2 separate regions of the Gossypium hirsutum genome follow, and region 2 is linked to region 1. The links are chromatin contacts, called in public Hi-C maps. All regions are on one chromosome and are shown on one strand. The core of a region is the stretch at or near the end of the contact, and the rest is flanking DNA. Distances in the headings are between cores, read along the strand shown. Region 1 holds the start of LOC121203243 (beta-1,6-galactosyltransferase GALT29A). Region 2 holds the start of LOC107954140.

Region 1 (7,024 bases), core at 2,448-4,947:
ATCCCAACAAAGTGATTCTCCTCGTCACGACTCCGGGCCTGTTTTAGCCTTTCTTCGATTACTCATCGATTCTCGTCTATGGTGCTTGTAACGTGTCTGATAAATGCAAGGCACACTCCACATTTCCAAATACCATTTTGTGTATCGGAAGCCAAATTTAGGTACCAAATTGAAGGAAAAAAATTGGGTATCACATCGAACATCTAAGCCAAACTCATGTACTAAATGGTATATTAACATTTTTTTTAAGTGTAAACATCATTCCTGTAAACCTTGACCAAGCTGCACAAAATGATCAGGAATCGAACCAACATAATTTTGCCAAATTGTTGTTACCTCAGATTCACAAAACTCTTCTAAAGTCCAACAAGATTCAAAATAGAACGGTTGTAAACCAAAATCTCTTCAATTACTCACCACCCTCGAACTTGTTTGAAATTATAAAAGGCAATGATCCAAGAACCTATGAGATAAATGTTGAATCATATATTCTGGGAAAAGATCTGACCACTGCCCATTAGCCACCCCTCGATCAAGTCTTTCTATGATATTAGTATATACAAATCTCCCCATTTCCCAAGTAAACCATTGGCCTTTAAAGCCCAGATGGAAATCTTTAAAAGTAGTCTTTCTCTAATCCCTCGATCAAGTCTTTCTCTTGTACCCGACTCCATATTTTCTCCAAAGAATAAGCAATCTTGTTGAAATTATTAACCGCTAACCAAGGTGCATTCAGACCATAGGCCAATTGACGAAGCAAACTTCATGAATAATATCTAAATCTCTTATTCGGTACTCCATAAAAACTAGTGAATCTCCTTGCATTACCCTCCAAATCTTGTTATACCTTGAAATCAATATGTCTCCCCAAATAACATTTCAACTACATTACAAATTCTTGTTTCCATCTTATTGATAAACCACCCATTGACCCATCCGCACTCACATTAAATCCATTCAAATAACCACATCTCCGTCAAACCCCTCCATACGACTCATATTTAATTTAGTCTCAATAAAAAAAACAACATAGAGATTATACTCCCTCAGCATATACTAAAGTCCTTGTACTGTCCGTGGGTTCCCCTGCCCACAAACATTCCAACATAAGATTTTCATTGTACCCGATTGGCTTGCCTTACGGAGCCTGTTGATCTAGCATTTTGAGAACCATATTGAGTTCCAACAGTAGAGTCCCTCAAGTCCACGCCATCAGAAACGACGTAAATACCCAACCCAAACTGTGGCCTTTGTTTCACATACATACCTCCTAGTGGGCTTTCCTCTAAGCCCAAATCCATATCAACATCTATTCGCTCAACAACCACCTTTCCTTTTCCATCACACCAAAAGTCATGGTTAATTTTCATCCTAAATTCACTACCAAATTCAAACTAATTTCTTGTAACGAATTAGATTTTTAAAAATCAGCCAAAAATCTATCCTTACCATAATGAAATCCCCCAAAAATCCCCGGATCATTTTCCCTTTCATCTCGCAAAAAATAACTTATCATTGCCGATGCCCTTCACGGCAACGCTTGCTACGAATTATTCATTCACTAATAAGCTCCTTACCACAAAGAAAACAAAACAGATATTGACACTCATACTTAAACTTCGCATATATCTCCCGTTTCACCCCAAAACAATCTTCTTCCTCCTCTTCAATGGAACTCGCACATGAATTTGAAACCGGATATGCATATAACTCGTAACACCTTTAGCTATAGATTTAGAATCATATTCCAATATTTCCCAAATGAAATTACCAAATTGTCTGGTTAAAACTTTTGAAACTAGACCAAACAACAAATCATGGATCTAAAACTACAAAGGTACGGATAATAAAAGAACCAGCTTTAGATCCTCCTCCAGCATCAGCCTATGAGTCACAAGTAGGTAATTGTTAAATATTCAAGGCCCTTCAGACACAACTTGATCAATATCCACTTTATAGTACAACCGAAACAAGAAACACTTTCCCCCTATGTCTGTAATCAATACACCCCCAACAGGTGCCATAGATTAGCCATCATATTGTGCATATATAACTTGAAATTGAACAACACTTGCAGTAAGAAAGGAACCCACCAAACAATACTCAAAGCCCCATTCTCCCCTCAATTCCATCCCCAATTTGCCACGCCTCCTCCTCTTCATCCCCTATAGCAAGCTTAGCCAAATCCTCCTCCATTCCTTAGACACCTTCCAAAATGAGAAACCAAATTTAAATAGAAACAAAAACCCTCAGACCAAATGGAACAAATCAATAGAAAAACCTAAAATGTGCCACAAAGGTAAACATTTACCTTTTTATCTTTAATTTTTAAAAATTCTAATTTCTAACTTATTTTAAATAAAATCAAATTATAAAATTTTTATAGGATAATATAACGTTAAAACAAATAAAATAGAATATAACTAATTAAAAATATTCTCCATCAAATCATAAGTAACTCTTATCTAATTAAATTTTATAGTTTTTCTTATAAAAATTAATTTTTGTTTATTTTGGATTATCAAAAATAAATTATGCAGCTCATTTATTTTTTTTCAATAATTGATCTGGGCTTTTTAAGTTTATGAGGTTGTTGAAGGGTTTGATTAATCATTGACAAGACCTTGAATGATCATTAGTAATTGGGTGCAATAAAAATTGATTGGTCTTTTTGCCTTTTTATCTAAGGATTAAAATGGTTTAAACAAATGGAGTAATATATAATTTAATATAGTGTGAGTTAATAAAATTGATTATTTATATTTGTTTTTATCAAATTTTAAAGAAGTTCAACATTCTTTTCATCATGTATAATTTTACTATATCACATCCAAACTCTTTTTCTTTGAACACTTTTAAAATCAATCTTACTGTATTATCATAAAAGGAAAAACTTCTTTTATAACATAATAATTGTATACCTTTTTTTTCTTCAACTTTTTGCAGTGTTTATGTTAATTTATCTCATATTTAAAATCAAATAAAAATTTAATATCTAATATTTATAATTAAGCATTTTATCTTTAACCGGATCACTAACTTAATTATGAAATTATAGAATAATCCATTCTTTTAAATTGCAATATATCTTTTCATACTTTTATAATATCTTTCAGTAAAAGATTAAAATACAAGTTTACTACCAATCTACCTATATTTATTATTAAATAAAATTTAAAACTTTTATCTTTTCATACTTTTAAATCATCTAATTTCAAACAAGTAGAGGTAAATTAGCATTCCGCTTATATATTTTAAAATATTGGAATGTTTATGACATCATCAATACATCATAAATTGTTTTTGATAAAAATCTAAGGTATCATATTTTAAGAAACGGTAGTTAGAGTAAATAGATTAGAAACAAAATTAGAGGAGTAAATGGAAAAAAAGAAAGAAACAGATGTTGGAATTTAATAAGTAGTGAAGTTGTTCCATTCCCATCCCTTTCAACCAAATATTTTTAATCCAACTTATCCAATTAATTCTTAATACTACTAATCAATTGCCATTTACTAAAGGTCGAATTTTGTGATTTTTATATTAGTAGATAGATTAAATCATGATTTAAGAATTTATCTTAAAAGAAATTCCATTTATTTACAAAAGTTTACTATAATTTTGTTTAAAGAAAGATGAGTTACCTCCGTACTAATAGTAACAATTTCTAACATTACCTCGCGCTACCAATGGCAATGATGCTGCAAATCACATGCATTTAAATATGTACCCAAAACCACATGGATTTTAAAGGGGCAAAGAAGAAGAGGAATAGAAGACTGTTCCTCACTCCACTCCTTTTGCTTTTTCCTCATCCTCAACCCTTTCTTTTAGGGTTTGCATTGCAGGTTCCTTTCGATTTCCCCCCTTTTTCTTTTTCTTTTTTGCAGTGTCTGCTTTTAGTTTTAGGCTTTTGGTTGGTTCAGTGCTTAATTCTTGTTCTTAAGATCATGTTCAACAAGAAACCATAACATTTTTGACTATTCGAACAATACCATTCCTATCATTAACTTTCACCTGCAATTTCATGCTACTCTTTCTTGCCGTATTTCTCCCTCCAAGATTTCATCTTCGTCTCTTTCTTTTCCGGGTTTTCCTCAAAATAGGAAAAATATTTGTCCTTGGGTGAAATACATTTGATCTTCTTCCCCCCCCCCATTTTTTGTTTCTTACAAATCCCTGATTGTTTCTATTTATGATTAGGCACCCATCTTTGTGGATGTCAAAATCTACTGCACCTGAGAGATGGATCTGAACCTAATACAGATAAATTCAAGATCCGTATTTTTTAACCCTTTTGGCCATATCTAGCAAACCCAATTTTACGGTTCAAGCAATTGTATTGCTCCCATGAAGAGGTCGTTTCGACCTTTGATAAGCATTTTAATGCTTGTTGCATTAGCTGCAACATTAAGCTGTCGGATTGCCATCCGCGGGGGCAGCGGTGGTGGATTTGCTGTTTCAGCTGAATTGGAGACCACCAGGTCCAGGGTCCTAATCCAACCCCCACCAATCCAAAATTTTAACTCAACTTTGCTCAAGTTTGCTGCGGTTGATACAGGTGAAGCAAAATCCAAGCTTGAAATAGAGCAGCTGCTGGAAGGGAGCTTTGCGGGTCAAGGAAGGTATAGGACTTTTGCAACATGGAGGAGGTTCAATCATCATGATGTCAAAGCTAGGAATTCTAATGGGATGCCGGTAATGCTCAGGTCCCCTAAATTTTATCGGTATTGGTTAGATTTTAGGAGGAACTTACAGCATTGGGCTAGAAAAAGAATGTTCCAACCTGATATTATGATGGATTTAGTTACACTAGTAAAGGTTCCTATTGATAGCCATAATGGTTTAATAAGTTCGGATAACAAGTATAAATCTTGTGCTGTTGTGGGGAATAGTGGGATTTTACTGAATACTGATCATGGGAAGTTCATTGATGGTCATGAGGCCGTGATTAGATTGAACAATGCTAGGACTGAGAGGTTCGAAAAGAATGTGGGGTCGAAAACCAGTATTTCGTTTGTAAATAGCAATATACTGCATCTTTGTGCTAGGAGGGATGGATGTTTTTGTCACCCTTATGGAGGGAATGTTCCTATGGTTATGTATATCTGCCAACCGGTTCATTTCATGGACTATTTGGTATGCAATTCGTCTCACAAGGCACCTTTGTTGATTACAGATCCGCGTTTTGATATGTTGTGTGCTAGGATTGTGAAGTACTATTCAGCGAAACGGTTTGTGGAGGAGACAGGGAAGGCATTGAGTGAATGGGGGTCTACTCATGATGGTTCCATGTTCCACTATTCCTCTGGTATGCAGGCTGTTATGTTAGCCTTGGGAATTTGTGACAAAGTTAGTATATTTGGCTTTGGCAAATCGACTTTGGCGAAGCACCATTATCATACTAACCAGAAGGCTGAGCTCCGGTTACATGATTATGAGGCGGAATATGCATTTTATCATGATCTGGTGAAGAATCCACGGGCAATACCATTCATTTCGGACAAATTCAGGTTCCCTCCTGTGGTATTCTATCAATGATTTGGGCTGGTTGGTTTCTTTTTTAATTTTATTTTGTCCTTGTTTTGTTGGTCAAGACTAAATCAGTGTGTTCCATGGTGTATCAGTAATTCTGTAGTGGATAGTCAAAAGAAAACACAAATGCTGAAGATCTGTGTTTCATATTCTGGACCTGCACTGTCGAAGATGGTTTAGGGTAATAGGAAATGTAAAATTGGAAACTAAGAATATGAAGTAAGATATGGTGGATTCTTCATATGCTTTTTGTTGAGCTTTTGAGATGTTGTTCTTTCTGGTGCAATGTTTGGGGATTCAAGACTAAGTCCCTTTAAGGTATTGTAAGCCTCTAGAAATTCAAACTCATTCATCTAGCTTATAGATCAATTAGTATTTGTTTTGCTGTGTGTATTCGGATTTGGGTTCTGAATTAGTGGGTTGGGTCCTCTTTAGACAAATGGGTCCAACAAGGGCTGGCTTAGACACCTTCATTAATTGTGTACTAGAATTTGATTACATGCATATCATGAATAACGTGGTCATACATTATTCTACTAAAATTGGAATATGATTGTTATGATTTTTGCTAATTTTTGGCATGTCATAATGATACTAGAATTTCGAGTTAATATATGCATTTGGCATTTAATCTTGTTTACATGCGGCTCCAAGATGAGCAAAATTTTTGTACCTAGCAATAATTATAGAGATCATTTTGTTGCTTTTGTATTTAATTATAAAATTCTTTTTTTTTAACTATTATTCATAATTTTATCATTTTAGGATTTTATTATTATTATATATATTTATCATTTTAGAGAGAGAACTCCTCTCTATAAAAGTTAAGAAGTCGACATCTACTTGGGGGACAACACTTTTGGAATTTTTTTTACGGTAAATTACATCACAGCTCATCTAACTATGAACTCGTCTTTTTTGGACAATCAACTATTAATTATTTTAAATTAGTTATCCGACTAATTGAGATTATTATTATTTTTGTCAATTTTCGTTAAGTGCCATTAAGTGTCTAATGATGAGAGGGTGATGTGGTAGTTAAAAAATTGGTACAACAACAAATTTAACCTTTAATATTTATATATTATATCGATTTAGTTATAATTTTTTTAAAAAATAACCCTCAAAATTTACAAATGATCTCAATTTAATCTTATTTCTAAAAAGCTCAAAGAAATATGTAAAAATATATATAATAAAAATTTAAATTTATTATATATATTTGACAACAAATCCCGATCTCATCTCATTTGCAAAATTTCCCAATCTCTCGAACACCTCTAGTCACTTTATAACATTTTCTAATTGGTTTTAAATTGTTTCTAAAGCCCCAAATTATATAAAACTTGATTCAGTAAATTTGAAAAAAAAATGTTTTAAGTTTTAAAAATTATTGAATCAAGTTTTATATAATTACTAAATGGACTCATCAAGTATATGGTTCAGTGAGACGGGAGAGGGATACTACAAAAGCTCTTAATAAAATTTT
Region 2 (7,024 bases), core at 2,548-5,047, 280 kb after region 1:
TTTGGGGCAAAGCAACAAACCTAGCAAGTTATTTAGTGAACTGGTCTTCATATCGAGCTTTGGATGGAAAGGTTCCTGAAGAGATTTGATCAGGTAATCCTTTTAATTACTCTAACTTTAGAGTATTCGATTCTCCTGTTTATCCTCAAGTTAGTCAGGGAAAGCTTGAAAATAAGGGTTATGAAGTGTATTTTCTGGGTTTTGCTACTGGGATAAACGGCTATAAGTTATGGTGCCTAGAAACGAGTAAGATCATCGTCGGTAGAGATGTTACATTTGATGAAACATCGATGATTTTGTCAAAAAGGGGTTCGTATTTTTCTGGTTTTTGCTGTTTAGATAAAAGACTATAAGTTATAGTGCTTAGAAATGAGTAAGGTCATCGTTAGTAGAGATTTTATGTTTGATGAAACATTGATGATTCTATCAAAAAGGGGTTTACTAGGTCAAAACAACATAGAAAAGCCGAGTGTTTCAAGTAAGGTGGAGCCAAAAAAACAAACAGCGACATCACGATGTCGTAAAGATCGACGTCACAACATCACAATGAACAAGGGTAACATCTCGACGAAGAGAATCTTCACATCGCAATATCACATAGAAATCATGAAACGGATGCCTTTTTGAAGCAATAGACGGTTTTTGAAGCCTCTCCATCCCAATCAGAGACCCTTCAAGATTATAAGTCAGCCCAATACAGAAAAAAGCGAGAGATCAAACCATAAAAAAATATTGTGAAGGAAATCTAGTGGCATATGCACTAAGTGTTGCGAAGAGCATTGATTCAGCCTACCCTTCGAAGTATTTAGAGGCAGTTCGGGCTTTTGATTCCAATTAGTGGCTCGTTGCTATGGAAGAGGAGATGGAATCCCTTCAAAAGAACGATACTTCACAACTTGTTAAACCACCCATCCAAAATTAATCGATTAAAAACCATGTTCAATTCTAAGTTTGAGATGAATGATCTTGGTGCAGCTAAGAAAATTTTAGGGATGAAAATTTCGAGAGATAGACACTCTGGGAAGCTGTTTTGTCACAATAGAGATACATAAAGTGGTTTGAATGCAAGATTCTAAACCAATTAGTACTCCCTTAGTTGCACACTTTAGACTTTTGGCTTCAGATTCACCACAAGCCAAAGATGAAGAAATGTACATGTCTTTGGTTCCTTATTCTAATACAGTCGAAAGTCTAATGTATGCAATGGCTTGCACTTGTCCCGATATTTCACATGCTGTTAGTGTAGTAGTAGATACATGACCAAACTCGACAAATTATTCTGACAAGCTATTAAGTGGATACTTAGATATTTGAGGGGGATTTCTAATACTTGTTTAGAATTCGAAAGATGTTTAGTAGGTCTAGTCGGCTATGTGGACTCGAATTATGCTGGAAACCTATACAAAAGAAGGTCTTTCACAAGTTATCTGTTCGCTTACGGTAACTACATAATTAGCTGGAAAGCCACCTTACAGGCCACTGTGGTATTATCAATTACAGAGGTAGAATATGGCTATCACAAAGGCTGTGAAAGAGGCCATTTGGTTGAGAGGTCTATTCAAAGAGCTGGTTAGTAAAAACGACAACTGTTGTATATTGCGATAGTCAAAGTGCCATACATCTCACCAATGATCAGATGCATCATGAAAGAACAAACATATGGATATTCGGTACCACTTTGTTCGAGAGGTGATCATTCAATAAGATGTTTAGATTCACAAAATCGGCACAGAAAACAACCTAACAGACATGATGACAAAAAGCCTTCCGATTTCCAAGTTCAAGCATTACTTAGACTTGGTAAACATTTGACAAAGATCAAGTTAGGCCCTTAACGGGACTTAGCAAAAAAGACGTTTCGAAAATATGAGTTAAGGTGGAGATTTGTGGAGTGTGCCTTGTATTTCGGATGAAATAGAGCCGAAGTCGTTACGAGGAAGAGAGGACGTCCTGACGACACAACACACGACATCCCAACAAAAAGAATTCGTTGTCTCGACGACGCGATGCATGGCGTCCTGACAAGCTGAACACAACATCATGTTGTGGCGAGGTGTTCCCTACGAAACCATGGTTCTTCTCCTAGTTAAACTCTGTTATCTTTTCCTAGTCTAACTTTGATTATTCTAGGAATATTTTAATCATATTTTCACATGAATTTTAGCCTTAAATAGGCCTTTTAGAAACCCTAGATAGTTTTGAATAATAACAACAAAATTAAGAGAGAATTTGTGGGAATTTCGGGAAAACTTTGTAATTTTGGGTTTGAGATTTGTTTGTTTCTCCATATTGTACTCCTCTCCAGTTTTTGTTGTTTTAGTGAAAATTTTTTTACCCGTGGGTTTTTATTCTCTTCGAAGGGGTTTTTCCACGTAAATATTTGTATCCAATTATTTCAAATTTTTATTCGTATTCGTTGCTTAATTCGGATTTAACCCAACACATCTCTACATAAAAATTCTATATAAATGCATTTCATCCTCAATATGAATTTTTATTTAGTAATGTATTATTATATATTTTAATCTAATAATAAAAGTTCTTAAAATAATTAGTTACATTTAAAATAAAAGTAATAAACCTAAAATAAAATCTACAATATTAAATAATATTATATTTGATATAGCGTCAGTGCATGAGTCCCGTGCATTATCAATAAACCATAATTTATCACCTTGTTAATTAACAAAATAAAGAAAATTAGATGATTTAAAAATAAATATTAATAAATTTATTTAAACCTAAATACAATTTTCTTTTCTTCTTAACTCTCCCATGACTTCATTCAAGACCAAACTCTCCTTCACCTTATTTCCTCCCATTCAAAGACAGTAATCTAAAAAGAAAATATGTTGAAATTAACTACAACACATTGAAGTCCAATTGACAGTAGCTGAGTATAAGAATTAATAATTTATAGTTGAAACATGTGAAGTAATTGGCAATATATTTGAAGGAAATTTGTGAAAATTTGAAACAGCAATATTTTGAGACTAACAACAATAGCTTTGGGTGGCAACAAAGCAGTAGCCTAAATCGAAGCCAAAGATTGGAGCTATGGCAACAATAATTGGAGCACTGCATTGACTACCTTTGAAGGAGAGTAATCGATTGAAAATAGAGACGACAACAATTGTAGATGGAAGGAAAAGCTCATCCTCTTCCTGTAATTTTTGAAAATTGAATTATCTTATAATAGTAAAGTGATCCCTAAAAATATTAAAGAAATTAGTGCAGTTGGCTTCTTTCAAATCTAAATCATTATTTTCAAAAAGGTTTCTATCTCCATCAAAATAGCTTCTCTTCATTAAACATTCCATCAAATTAGAAAAAGAAGAAGAAGAAGAAGATAAATAGCAAGTTTCTCATCTTTCAGTAGAGATGGAAGCCGATTGGGTAAGTTCATAACTTCAAAAAATATCTAAAGAAGAAAAGAAAATTGTCATTAATTTTTAATTAGATTTAAATAAATTTAGTAATATTTATTTATAAGTCTTTAAATTTTTTTCATTTTATTAATTAACGACGTGACAAATTGTTATATCAAATATAATTTATTTTAAATTTTATATTTACATATAATTATATTTATATATATCCAAAATCATATTATGATATATCCACTCTTGCATTTTCAAACTTGAAGTTTTTAATACAGCAATTAAATAGAAAGTTCAGTGATTAAAAATATTGCATTCTAAAAAAAATTACGGATTTAAGCTTTAAAGACACATGCTTGAAATGGAAATCGTGTACTTCCAAACATAAATTATAAAACAAACATGAAGCAACAAAAACAAACCAGAATAATCTATCACCCTTATCTTCAACAGTTACTTTGCTCAGGATAAAGTTTCGAATTTTCACCAGATCAACCTTGGCATGGTTAATTTCGGAGAACGTAATGGTAGGGGTAATATCACCTCATTTTTCTAAACAAATTAAAATCATTATTATCCTTATAATCTTTGACTCACTGGTGCACAATCTTACAAAGTTCCAAGCTTGAAACAACAGTCAAAATGATAGATTTGGAGACTAGTAGTTTTAGTATTGTTTTTGTTGGACGCATGGCACGTTTCTTGCAATGATAAATATCATTTGGCACTATCAAAAACAGTAAGAACTTGGGTCCTTTTCAGCAAATGGGATTTTGCTTTCTTATAATTATTTGAAGTCGTGACCGGATCAAGAAGAAGGTCTGAGCTGCATCTGCCAGAGCTCACACCATAGCTAACAGAGCCAAATCCAGTTCATTTCCAGGTTGGGGTTTTTAGTTTCCTTTTATTTCTTCATCTCTTTCTATCTAATTGTTTCTTGGAATTTCTGGATATTATCTATTTATTTCGGATCAACTCTTTGTTTTAGAGTATTTATGAGTAAAATGATATGAATGGTTTCCTATTTGTTAGTTACTGGCTACTTAAGAAACTGCCAATTTTGATTTGGTTGTCATGAACTTGAACTACTGGAAATAAATCTTATTTGAAAGTTGTAATATGAAATATTGCGATATTTATGATTGTGCTTTCTCTTAATTTCTGCAGGTCCTGAACTAATTAGTCATTAGGTTTTTGTAGCTAACTTTCCTACTTTGGCTGCTGCTGTTGCTTCCTTCCTATTCTGCTGTAGTTCTAGTAGTGTTGGCTGAGGGAAGTTTCATTGATCCCCAAAAAGTGGATTGCAAAAGACAGATATTTGTCTGCATTAAGGACATGGTTGCATTATCTAAATTTCACATATACTATTGGATAAAGGCTTGCTTGATTATGTAGGGTTTATAATTTGAAAATCACCCATGTTTTAAGCACATAAGCAATCAGCTTCCCTTTAGATCCCCTTATTCCGTGAATAGCTAGCTGACCCTATTTTTTCCAGAACTTGAAATCAATCCGTCTGTTTGGCTCTGTATGTTGTGGCCTGCTTTCATTCCATCTACTTTTTTCTCAAGAAAAAAACATAGAAACTTAGAAGCACTAAACAATGGCTGAGGATTTCCCCATTATTATTCTGTTAAAGTGATACTGTTGCTTGGTTTTCACTTATGGAGTACAGTTACCTACGAATTCTCGAAGAACCCCAAGAGCCATAAGCACGTTTTGCTTACCATTTTCTCTGTTCATACTCTTTCAACATTCCCTATATTTTCAACTTGCTTTGGATGAATATGAAACCGGGTAAAAATCTTCCTCTTTCTTGAATTATGTGATATGATGGATTTATGGTGTTCTCTCCCTTTGCAGCAATGATTGCCCCTATAGCGGTAGCTTTGACAGTGGGCCTCCTGGGATGGACTTATCGAGCATTAAAGCCGCCCCCTCCAAAGATATGTGGCTCACCCGATGGGCCTCCTGTCACTTCTCCCAGAATTAAGCTCAGTGATGGGAGGCATTTGGCTTACAGGGAAGCTGGAGTTCCCAGGGAAGAGGCTAAGTACAAAATAGTTGTCATTCATGGCTTTGGCAGCTCCAAAGATCTGAATTTACCTGCATCTGAAGTATGAACTTTTGTTTATTTACAATTTTGCATACCTTATCATATTTTGTTCTAAACTTGTTAATGGAGTTTTTACTTTGTTACAAATTCTGAAATTTTACATGGAAGGATGACCGGTAGTTTGCATTATTGCAACAGACTACGCACTACATTTATGAGAACTTCTATCATCTCTAGGGGACATGATCTTTGTTACCTTAAACCGATATCAAGATACAAAATAGGTTTTATGTTTTGTTCTTCTTCTATCATCTCTAGGGGATATGGTCTAGTAATATATTTTTAGAAGTCTTGTGTTGCAAGTGTAAAACTATATATGGTAATACTTGAGAGTTGCTAATTTAGTGAAAGGGTATGAGTGAGACTTCTTCCGTTTCATCCCTGGAAGATCCCTGCTTTGGTGCGACATGACTAGTTTATGATCCATTATGTTGTTTCAGCAATTGCTTGAGTTTAGTTTTTATCTTCAGAAAGCTTAAGTTTTTTATTTGAAAAGAAGATACTGTGACTTCAGCATTATGGTTTGGTTTTCAGGAACTTGTAGAGGAACTCAGGATCTATTTCCTTTTCTTCGATAGATCAGGTTATGGAGACAGTGATCCAAATCCATCACGCTCAGTGAAGAGTGAAGCATATGATGTTCAAGAACTAGCTGACAAGTTGCAGATTGGTTCTAAGTTTTATGTGATTGGGATCTCAATGGGAGCATACCCTGTTTACAGTTGCTTAAAATACATACCTCATAGGCATGTTGCTAGATTTGTTTACAGATTATAAGCTTCTTATTTTTTTCTTCCTTTTGACTTTGCAGAATTCTTGCTTTCTAATTCTACTAAACGGAAGAAGTTACTTTGGCAATGGATTTTCTCATTTTTACAGATTGGCAGGAGCTTCTCTTGTAGCTCCCTTTGTTAACTACTGGTGGCCTTGTCTTCCTGCAAATTTATCGAATGATGCATTCAGTAGGTTGCTTGCACAAGACCAATGGTCATTCCGAGTTGCACATTACACCCCTTGGTTGTTCTACTGGTGGATGTCCCAGAAATGGTTCCCTTCACTAAGCATTCTGGCTGGAAATATGGCGATTTTCAGCCAAAGTGATTTGGAGATCCTGAAGAAGTGGTCCGAAGCTCCAAGTGTCGGTCAGGTTGTTAAGTTCTTATAAATTGATTCATCATTAGAAAGAAAAAGAAACTGCTATAGATTAATGCATCACTAAATGTTTTTCTTAAAGTCCCTAAGCACGCATTGCAGACCCGTCTTCAAAGAGTTATTCTTAGACATTACATTCCACCATTGAATACATAAGTTATTTAATTTGCATGATATCACTGCAAGTATCTCCAACTTATGTTGCTTAGCGACATGTCTGACTGCAGGAGAAGATTCAGCAGCAAGGTGTTTATGAGTCGCTGCATCGAGATATAATGGTCAGTTATGGAAAATGGGAATTTGATCCCATGGATCTAATTAATCCTTTTCCAAATAATGAGGGCTCGGTCTATATTTGGCAAGGTTATGAAGACAG

Evidence for each region. A called contact is a pair of places that touch in the nucleus more often than the background predicts.
Region 2: a contact with region 1 is called in a Hi-C map of leaf, with 2.6 times the contacts expected there. The contact joins the promoter of LOC107954140 here to the promoter of LOC121203243 in region 1. A contact is called at or near these places in 3 of 34 Hi-C or Micro-C datasets (hypocotyl and leaf).

What each region holds. Positions count from the first base shown.
Region 1 is chrD07:15,801,338-15,808,361 of Gossypium_hirsutum_v2.1, forward strand. LOC121203243 (beta-1,6-galactosyltransferase GALT29A) reads left to right here and starts at 3,698. Exons shown (of 2, transcript XM_041097589.1): 1 at 3,698-3,848; 2 at 4,204-5,881. The coding sequence starts at 4,351. The coding sequence ends at 5,541.
Region 2 is chrD07:16,079,892-16,086,915 of Gossypium_hirsutum_v2.1, forward strand. LOC107954140 reads left to right here and starts at 3,798. Exons shown (of 6, transcript XM_041097591.1): 1 at 3,798-4,263; 2 at 4,548-4,718; 3 at 5,244-5,497; 4 at 6,031-6,242; 5 at 6,376-6,643; 6 at 6,876-7,024. The coding sequence starts at 5,246.